Linked DNA regions of Danio rerio: region 1 is linked to region 2. Evidence: chromatin contacts called from public Hi-C data. All regions are on one chromosome and are shown on one strand. The core of a region is the stretch at or near the end of the contact, and the rest is flanking DNA. Distances in the headings are between cores, read along the strand shown.

Region 1 (4,431 bases), core at 78-2,577, 250 kb before region 2:
CGGTAAGATTCTCTCGGGACCCATTTCTCGGGCCCTCGCCACTTCCATTCAAGGGCTGCGAACAGACACAATATTGAGACATAAGAAAATTCTTATCGTAGTTTAATGTGCTTAACATCGACCAAACTTTCAAAGCTTGTAATTATTATCAAAAAACTAGCCGCTAATTCACAAAGTGTATAACATCCAGTGATCTATAAAGAATGGCTATTAGTAATGATTCTTATATAGTAGTTTCATGAGTTTCTTCTGTTGAACATAAAAGAAGATATTTAGAAAAATGCTGAAAACCTGTGGCCATTGACTTAGTATTTGTTTTTCCTACTATGGAAGTCTGGTTACAGGTTTCTAACAGTTTTCAAAGTAACTTCTTCTGTGGTTAAGAGAAAATAGAGAGTCTTAAAGGTTGGAGAGCCACTTGAGGAAGAGTAAACAATGAGTCAAGTTTCATTTTTGAGTGAACTCTCACTTTAATGTGGCTCGAGTTAACTCAACAACCAGCAGTGGTGGAAAGAGTACTGAAAAATCATAAGTAAAAGTACCATTACTTGCCTAAAAATGTAGTGAGAGTTGAGTAAAAGTAGATGTTGTAAATATTACTCAAAGTATGAGTAAAAAGTAGCCCTTTCAAAAGTTCATATGAGTAGTGAGCATTACGCTGTGAAAAGCTGATGTGTTTACATGTAATTTGTGGTTGTGTGTAAACGTAACATTCTGTAGTCCATATTGTAGTTGATAGTCATTGGCTGCTAACGTTAATATGATTACCATATTTAGATTTAGCAAAAAAATACTTTTCTGAAAGGAAAAAGTCTGAATAAGCGAATATAAAACCAACTTGAAGCTATTTTCAATAGACTTCTATGAAGGAGAAAAGACTTAATGCGCTGTTATACACTTTATCTGTGGACTCTGCAGTAGTTAGCGTTAATTACAGTAACGTTTGACAGAAATGTTGGTTGCTCTGATGTTTTCGCGCATTAAACGTTTTAGTTTTAACAATTATATTAAATTAATATTTTAGGAAATGTACTGGTAGATGTTAAAACACTGAGGTGTTAGGAAAAAGTGTGCATGTGCAATTTAACATCAACCTGTTAAGGTATGCTTATGCTATAACATCATGCTAGCCTAAACACATTTCATATCATTTCAGGGTTTTGACACACGAATGCGTCTTTTTAGCATTACGAATACAATTAAAAGCAAACTATAAGATAATCTCTGGCTGTTTCCTCTTACCTCTTGATTCTTTCGAGCTCTTTTATTCGTTTGTTTTCAGCTGATGCATCTGTATCCGAGAAGAATCTATTTGTTTCCGGTGTTGCGCAGTGATTGCGTCACGAAACGTCAACACGCCAAGCGACGTATCTTGCGTAAATTAAAATACTCGATTTTTTTATGCTTTTTGACAGTTTGTTTAAAATTGTGACTACCTCATGTGAATGTGCAATATATAATGCATATAATTATGCATTAACATATCATGAGTTTATGATGGTTTAATTAGGCACAAACTGATGCATTAATTACCAAACAAGCATGTACTTGTAATTAAGGTAGTCATTATTCACACATGAACTCAGGTTGTAGTTAAAGTTAGTTCATGAGTAGCACATTCATTAACTCATCATTAGTTCATAATAAAGTAATGTTTAGTTTACATTATTGCATCATTCATGTACTGTCAATGTAAAGTGTTACTTTAAAAAAAATTATATTTTTATATTCATGATATCAGAAAGCTTTATTACTGTAAGGCAAGACAAGGCAAGTTTAATTATATAGCACATTTCATACACAGTGGCAATTCAAAGTGCTTTACATAAACAAGCATAAAAAAGACAAGTTTAATAAAAAACAAACAATAGAAATAATTAAAAACAGAATAAAATGTGTTAAAACAGGTTATATACTGTATGCACTTTGTTCTGCAGTAAAATAAGTCATGAATACATCTTTTAGGTGATTTTTTTTATTAAATAGTTAATATTCCGTCTATATATTGTATAGTAATAGAGGGCATATATGAATAAGTAACTAGCAATGATTATAAAAGCTTTCTCAGGAAATAGAAAAATAACTGCATAATAAATGTATTTTAATTTAATATAGCTTTATTTCTATGTGCACGTGGCGTATTATTGTTGTTGTGATTGATGTGATTCTTACAGTGAGCTAATGAACGAACAAATAAATGAATGTAATGTTGAATGAAGCAATTGTTGTTATGTAGCCGTCATTTGTTTAATTTTTTCTACATTTAAACAGTCGTTTTGTGTTATTTTCCCTTTTTCTGTGTATATTTTTGTACATTTGACAAACTAAGACATAAATAACCTAAAATAAACAATACATTTTAATTATGTTTTCTTTTTATGTTTTTTTCCTTCTCTAGTTAAAGAGATTTACGAAGAGGAGTAATTATTTTTTAATAAATTCTAACGTCATGAAGTGTTGTAATATACAAGCGGCCGCACGGTGGCGCTTTTCTTCGTGTGTCTGTGTACATATGCGTGTTTGCGCGGGAAATGACCTGCAGTTTATCTGAACTTCCCGTGAATGCTGTGCTGCTGAGAAAAGCACGCTTGTATCACAGAAGAAAGACGAGGACTCCTGCAAATTATGAACATATACTTTTGCGGAAGCATTCGGGGAGGGCGACAGGACGTGGTTATTTATCAGACAATAGTGAAGAAGTTGCAGCAGTATGGCAATGTTTTAACCGAGCATGTGAGTTATGACAGCCTGTCTGACAAGGGTAAATCATTTTACTCACTTTCATTTTCTGAAATCATTGCGCAACGTGTTCTAGGTCTTTCTCTTTGTCACTTTTTTCAACTTCTTTTTAAAATTTTGAATCCTATAACAATTTAAAACATGTTAATTGTAATGTTAAAGGTGCTGTATGTGAGTTTTCGACTCTTCCAAACCATAAAAATACCATAATAGGTTTTAATGGTTGAAGATATTTAAGAAACATGCCAAGTAAACATACCTGTTTATAGGAAAAACAATGTTAGTCATTTACTAACATGACTAACAAAAGTAACACTTCCATTCTATTTTTGGGGGGGTAATTGTTTTGGAAACAGCCAGCATTTTTCATTTCATTCGTTAAAACCCTGCGCACACCGGAACACTTTTTGCTCGCATTTTCCATCGACGTTTAACGCCTTGTGACTAAATAAAGGGCGGCAATCACTGTTGCCAACTATTTTCGACAAAAAGGCGCTAAGCTCTGCACTAAAAGTCGCTAGATTACGTCATACGTTAATTTGCATATTACTGACGTCATCATATTCTACTGTTTCTAAAACAGCCTTTGGTTAATAAAGGATATTTATATTTGCACTACGCTTTATGTATGCATGCAAATTGAACTAAATTTATTGCTGTTTGGATGCAGTACATCGCTAGAAAAGTCGCTAGATTTGTCGCTAGTCACTTTTTGAAAAATTTGTTGCCAGGGGGGTCTGAAAAGTCGCAAAATCTAGCAACAAAGTCGCTAAGTTGGCAACACTGGTAGTAATGTGATCGTGCACACCAACACACAAAATGGTAGGAGCAAAAACGTAATTTTTAAAGAAACGACTCATGCTTGTTTTTTTGTTTTGTTTTGACGCGCTGCGTTAAAACCTTCTCCACCAGATTGCCTCTTTTGATCTCATGTACGGAGCTGCTGAAGTTAAGGCTCGTACACATCAGGATGCTTTTTGTTTGAGTTTATCGTCAGCGTTTTTCGCGACATTTTTACAGATTCAAACGCAAGCGATTTTTTTCACTGACGTCGAGCAGAATAGTATGCAAAATCACTCCTTGACATTAGATGGCGCTGCACAACTCTAAGCTTCTGAAACCCGCATGTAACATAGAAGAAGAAGAGAGAAAACTGACACGCTTGTTGTTAAAGTTACTGCCAACTGCAAAACTGTCAATGCGAGTGCACATTGAAGAAGATACCCTGAGGCGATATAAACATGGAGCTGCTACTGGAATTATCCATGCTTGTTCAAATCACCAGTCAACTTTCTGTCTACTATGTTACAAGCGGGTGTCAGAAGCTTAGAGTTGCGCAGCGCCATCTAACGTCAAGGAGTGATTTTGCCTACTCTTCTGCTCGACGTCAGTGAAAATTGATTGGGTTTGAATCCAGAAAAATGTCTCGAAAAACGTTGACGATAAACGCAAACGAAAAGCGTCCCGGTGTGTACGAGCCTTTATGGTGCCTTAATGGAAGCGTCCACCGGAGGACAGTAGCTACCTTGGAAATCATTCAAATAAAAAATCCTTACAAGGTGTTTTTTATTTAGCAAACTATTTAAATACTACAAATGTAAACATTAGTCGGGCAGTTTGTGTAAAACCTCCTTTCCACTGCACACGACAAGCGACAGACCGGAAGTATTTCATTTCCAATGGAGAGGAGTC
Region 2 (4,410 bases), core at 400-2,899:
CATCAATGACAAAAGCTTGTTTGAGATTGACTTGACATTTACATCTATTTCATATTACTGATTTATGTGTAGAAAAAGTATGCTTATAAATGAGCTTCATAGTAAGCATGCCTGTTTATGAAAAAGGAACGTTATCAGCACCATCCCTGCTAAAAAATCCAGCTTAAACCAGCCTAGGCTGGTTGACTGGTTTTAGCTGGTCGACCAGGCTGGTTTTAGAGGGGTTTTGGCCACTTCCAGGCTGGTTTCCAGCCATTTCCAGCCTGGTCTTAGCTGGTCAGGCTGGAAAATGACCAGCTAAATCCAGCTAAAACCAGCTTGACCAGCCTGGTTTAAGCTGGACATAGCTGGTTTTGGCTGGGCTCCCAGCCTGCTAGGCTGGTCAAGCTGGTTTTAGCTGGTCATCTCCCAGCCTAACCAGCTAAGACCAGGCTGGAAATGGCTGGAAACCAGCCTGGAAGTGGCCAAAACCCCTCTAAAACCAGCCTGGTTGACCAGCTAAAACCAGCCAACCAGCCTAGGCTGGTTTAAGCTGGATTTTTCAGCAGGGATGTTAATATCAAAATTACACCTTAAAGAAAATCTAAACCCCCCCACCTGGTCACAAACTAATTCAGGGACGATGCTTCAAATTTTCAGGTCATTTTTAATCCATTTGTTTATAAATGCACAATTAGAAGTGCTGAAGACAAGAACTTTGAGACCATCATCTTCCACTGGATTGCACAAAATTGTCTTTATAAATAATGTGGTCTGTTTCTCCATATGAAATTGAACAAAAGTGTATCCACCTCTTTTATGACTGACTGTGGAACATCCATAGATATATACATCAGATGTCGCCTGGCTTATTGTTGTCTATTGGACGGAATGCGTCAATAGCGCCGCCATTTTGGTACAGAGTAGCGCTCCTTTGAAATGAATGCAGGACCAAGGTACAGTGGAGGACTGTGGCCATCCAAAGCCAGAGATATACACATATATATATGATCGGGAGTTTTCCTGGATGTTAGTATGTAATTTTTTTTTCTAATTACGAAAATTATAATTTTACATCACTTTTCTACATTGATGGATCAGTGATCGCACTGGCATTCGTGACAAAAAGCTTGTGTTTGTGTGTACAGAAATGTACTATCCACCCTCCCTGTTAAATTTGATCTAATCCGTGTCCTGAAACACAGCTCCTCTCCTGCTTTCACTTCTCATACTGACAGAGGGAGCGATTCGTTTGTGAATGAATTCCCCGAACGACTCTTTCACTAATGTTAGCCGACAATAACACAAGTTTCTGGCAGCGCAGCATCTCGTTGTCATATTTCTTTTGCATTGTTTGCTGATTTTATTCAACAAAACTAGCATAAGCCGAGTGTTTAGTGCGAGTTGGAGCTGCTTTGCCTTATGGTGAATGCAGTAAGTGACTGTTATCATCAATAACGTTACCTGATTAGCACAAAAGTTCAGAACATACAAACACAGAAAAAAACTTAATATTACCTATGAAATGTTCTGCATTTGTGCTTTGTTTTCTTTGTTTGCTCGTTACAACACCCATAGACAGCGCTAAAGTCCACCATCTTCACTCTTGACTAGTGCGGTTGAATGACATTTGTCCTGGGAGCACTGTACCAATGTGGCGGCGCTATTGACGCATGCTCAGGGTCCCTATGCGATATCTAGTGTATATATCTATGTGGAACATCTAATGCAAGAGACGTGTGTGTGTGTGTGTGTGTGTGTGTGTGTGTGTGTGTGTGTGTGTGTGTGTGTGTGTGTGTGTGTGTGTGTGTGTGTGTGTGTGTGTGTGTTTTATCAGGTGATGTGTGTGTATTTATTTTGTTTGCCGGCATGATGTTACTGGAGTTGGCTGTGTCACCGGCGCGGCTGTGCTGATGCGGGAGCGCCCACTGCTGGTCAAGAGAAGGAGAAACAATCACACACACATATTTATGCACTTCAGCAAAACTGACCACAGCTATTTGATGTTTTGTCGGAAAGTATCCCCGCATGATTGCGTAAACGAACAACATGAGGCTATTTAAAAAGAAAGGTTCACCGGAACAATTACCTCATTATTTACTCTCAGTCGAGCGGTTTTAAACCCTTTATGAGTTTCCTTGCTCTGTTGAACACTATGAAGATATTTTGAAGAATGATGGACTTCTATAGTTATTCTTACAATGGAGGACAAGTTTGTGTTCAACAGAGGAGAACATTATATATTTCTAGCCAAATATGTAATGCTTTAATGTTGTGCCAAAACGTAGTGATCATTTCATAACTGTCTTTTCAATCTTATAGTTGAAAAGGCTTTGTTGTCGCAGAGTTATTTTTAAATTTTATTTATTGGTATTGCATAACAAGAATGATAATATACAAAAGTAGAGAAATTCCTGCATTTTTAGCAGTAAAATTTATTTGGCGATGTGGTGGCGCAGTAGGTAGTGCTGTCGCCTCACAGCAAGGTGGTCGCTGGTTCGAGCCTCGGCTGGGTCAGTTGGCGTTTCTGTATGGAGTTGGAGCGTGTTCTCCCTGCGTTCGTGCGAGTTTCGTGCGAGTTTCCTCCGGGTGCTCCAGTTTCCCCCACAGTCCAAAGATATGCGGTACAGGTGAATAGGGTGGGCTAAATTGTCTGTAGTGTATGAGTGTGTAATGATGTTTCCCAGAGATGGGTTGCAGGTGGAAGGGCATCTGCTGCGTAAAACATGTGCTGGATAAGTTGGCGGTTCATTCCACTGTTAATTCTGAAACCAAACTGTTACTCAGAAGCAGCATTTTAAAAGCTTCCTGGCGGGCCGGATGAAAGTGTTTATGCATGTGGCCCACAGGCCAAAGTTTGCCCACCTCTGCCCTAACAATATGCAAAATGTCGACTTTCACGGTTAGTGGCGGCATCTAGTGGTGGTTTGTGGAACTGCTCTGAGACTGAGATAAAATACAGGCTTGCTGCAACTTTTATTTATTTTTTATTTATTTAACATCACTATAAGGCAGTTTTGCGAGTATAAAATGGTCTGATTCGAAAGTCTTCAGGTGACTATTAAACTGCTAAACATTTGATCAGATAGATGTCAATCTGTGCTTTTTAAAATACTATTGTATGGGTTTAGGGGAGGAGGAGGGTGGGTCAGTCATTCGGTCAAACAGTCAGTCGACAGCGGTCTCTGGCGGATTTACAAGAGAACAGCAGGCACGAGAGAAATGTGAGATCTCAGAAAGCGTATACAGCGGCCGCTGGTGGATTCATTCATTCATTCATTCATTTTCTTGTCGGCTTAGTCCCTTTATTAATCCTAGGTCGCCACAGCGGAATGAACCGCCAACTTATCCAGCAAGCCCTTCCAGCCGCAACCCATCTCTGGGAAACATCCACACACACACTCATACACTACGGACAATTTAGCCTACCCAATTCACCTGTACCGCATGTCTTTGGACTGTGGGGGAAACCGGAGCACCCGGAGGAAACCCACACGAAGGCAGGGAGAACATGCAAACTCCACACAGAAATGTCAACTGAGCCGATGTTCGAACCAGCGACCTTCTTGCTGTGAGGCGACAGCACTACCTACTGCGCCACTGCCTCGCCCTGCTGGTGAATTCGTTAAAGCAAAAAACATAGCTCCTAGGACGTATTTGGCGCTCTCCAGAAATGTATATAGGGGTGCGTTTTCAGAATGAGCCTGGGCTGGAAAAAACACAGCCATTGACTTCTATAGTATTATTAATATTAATATTTTAATTTTTGCTCCTACAATGAATGCCAATGGCTGTGTTTTGGTGTGTTGTTGTTCACATTCTCTTCTTGTTTTGTGTTCACCAGACGAAAGAAGTTCATAATAGTTTGCAACCACTCTGAATGAGAGTAAATAAGGAGGAGTGCGTTTTGTGTGAACAGTCCCTTTAACCTGTAGATGATCCCAGACTACTTCAGCATTTCTGTGCTCTGTGCACAAATCTCAAACAATCCAGATTCTCATACAGTCCAGACTAATGACTATTTCATCATGCTGAATGCTTTAGCACAGTCCTGTCAGAGCAGAGGATTCATTACAGCATTACCCACTGGAAAACCGGCCTCCATTTGTCTCAGTTCTTTAGCGGCTCGCTAGATTGATTTTAAAGGCTTTTCATTAATTATAGACAATAATCTCCGCTTTTATTATTCTCCTTTTCTGGCAGCCGCTGCATATGAGAGGAGACAAGCCGACTGTACTGGGTGTCCGTTTCTGCATTTGATCCCTGGCCGGAAATAGAGTCATGGAAGGGAACGGTAGATGTCATTTACCTGAGGAGGGCTGAATACGTTATGGAGCCAAATAATTCTTTCTGCTAGTTATGCAATGTCAGTGCATGAAAGAAGCTACAAATGTATAGAAAAAAAGATAATGCATCCAGTAATGATGGAAA

The links. Hi-C and Micro-C count contacts between places; a contact is called where the count stands out from the background.
Region 1: a Hi-C map of hematopoietic stem cells shows a contact between it and region 2, with 4 times the contacts expected there. The contact joins the promoter of mea1 here to the enhancer-like site in region 2. A contact is called at or near these places in 6 of 18 Hi-C or Micro-C datasets (embryo, hematopoietic stem cells, skeletal muscle and 1 more) and 1 of 4 datasets of contacts at active chromatin or transcription factors (caudal fin).

The regions. Positions count from the first base shown.
Region 1 is chr13:4,156,134-4,160,564 of GRCz12tu, reverse strand. mea1 (male-enhanced antigen 1) reads right to left here and starts at 1,327. Exons shown (of 4, transcript NM_001431065.1): 1 at 1,243-1,327; 2 at 1-55. The coding sequence starts at 48. dnph1 (2'-deoxynucleoside 5'-phosphate N-hydrolase 1) reads left to right here and starts at 2,539. Exons shown (of 4, transcript NM_001163199.1): 1 at 2,539-2,761. The coding sequence starts at 2,626.
Region 2 is chr13:3,903,545-3,907,954 of GRCz12tu, reverse strand. No RefSeq gene overlaps it. Among named protein-coding and RNA genes, the nearest start is that of lrrc73, 19 kb to the right of the region's middle. Within about 2 kb of position 1,649, at least 5 of the 62 cell types and tissues checked have an H3K27ac peak or open chromatin away from gene starts, as enhancers often do. A contact at or near this core is called in hematopoietic stem cells, where this site is marked.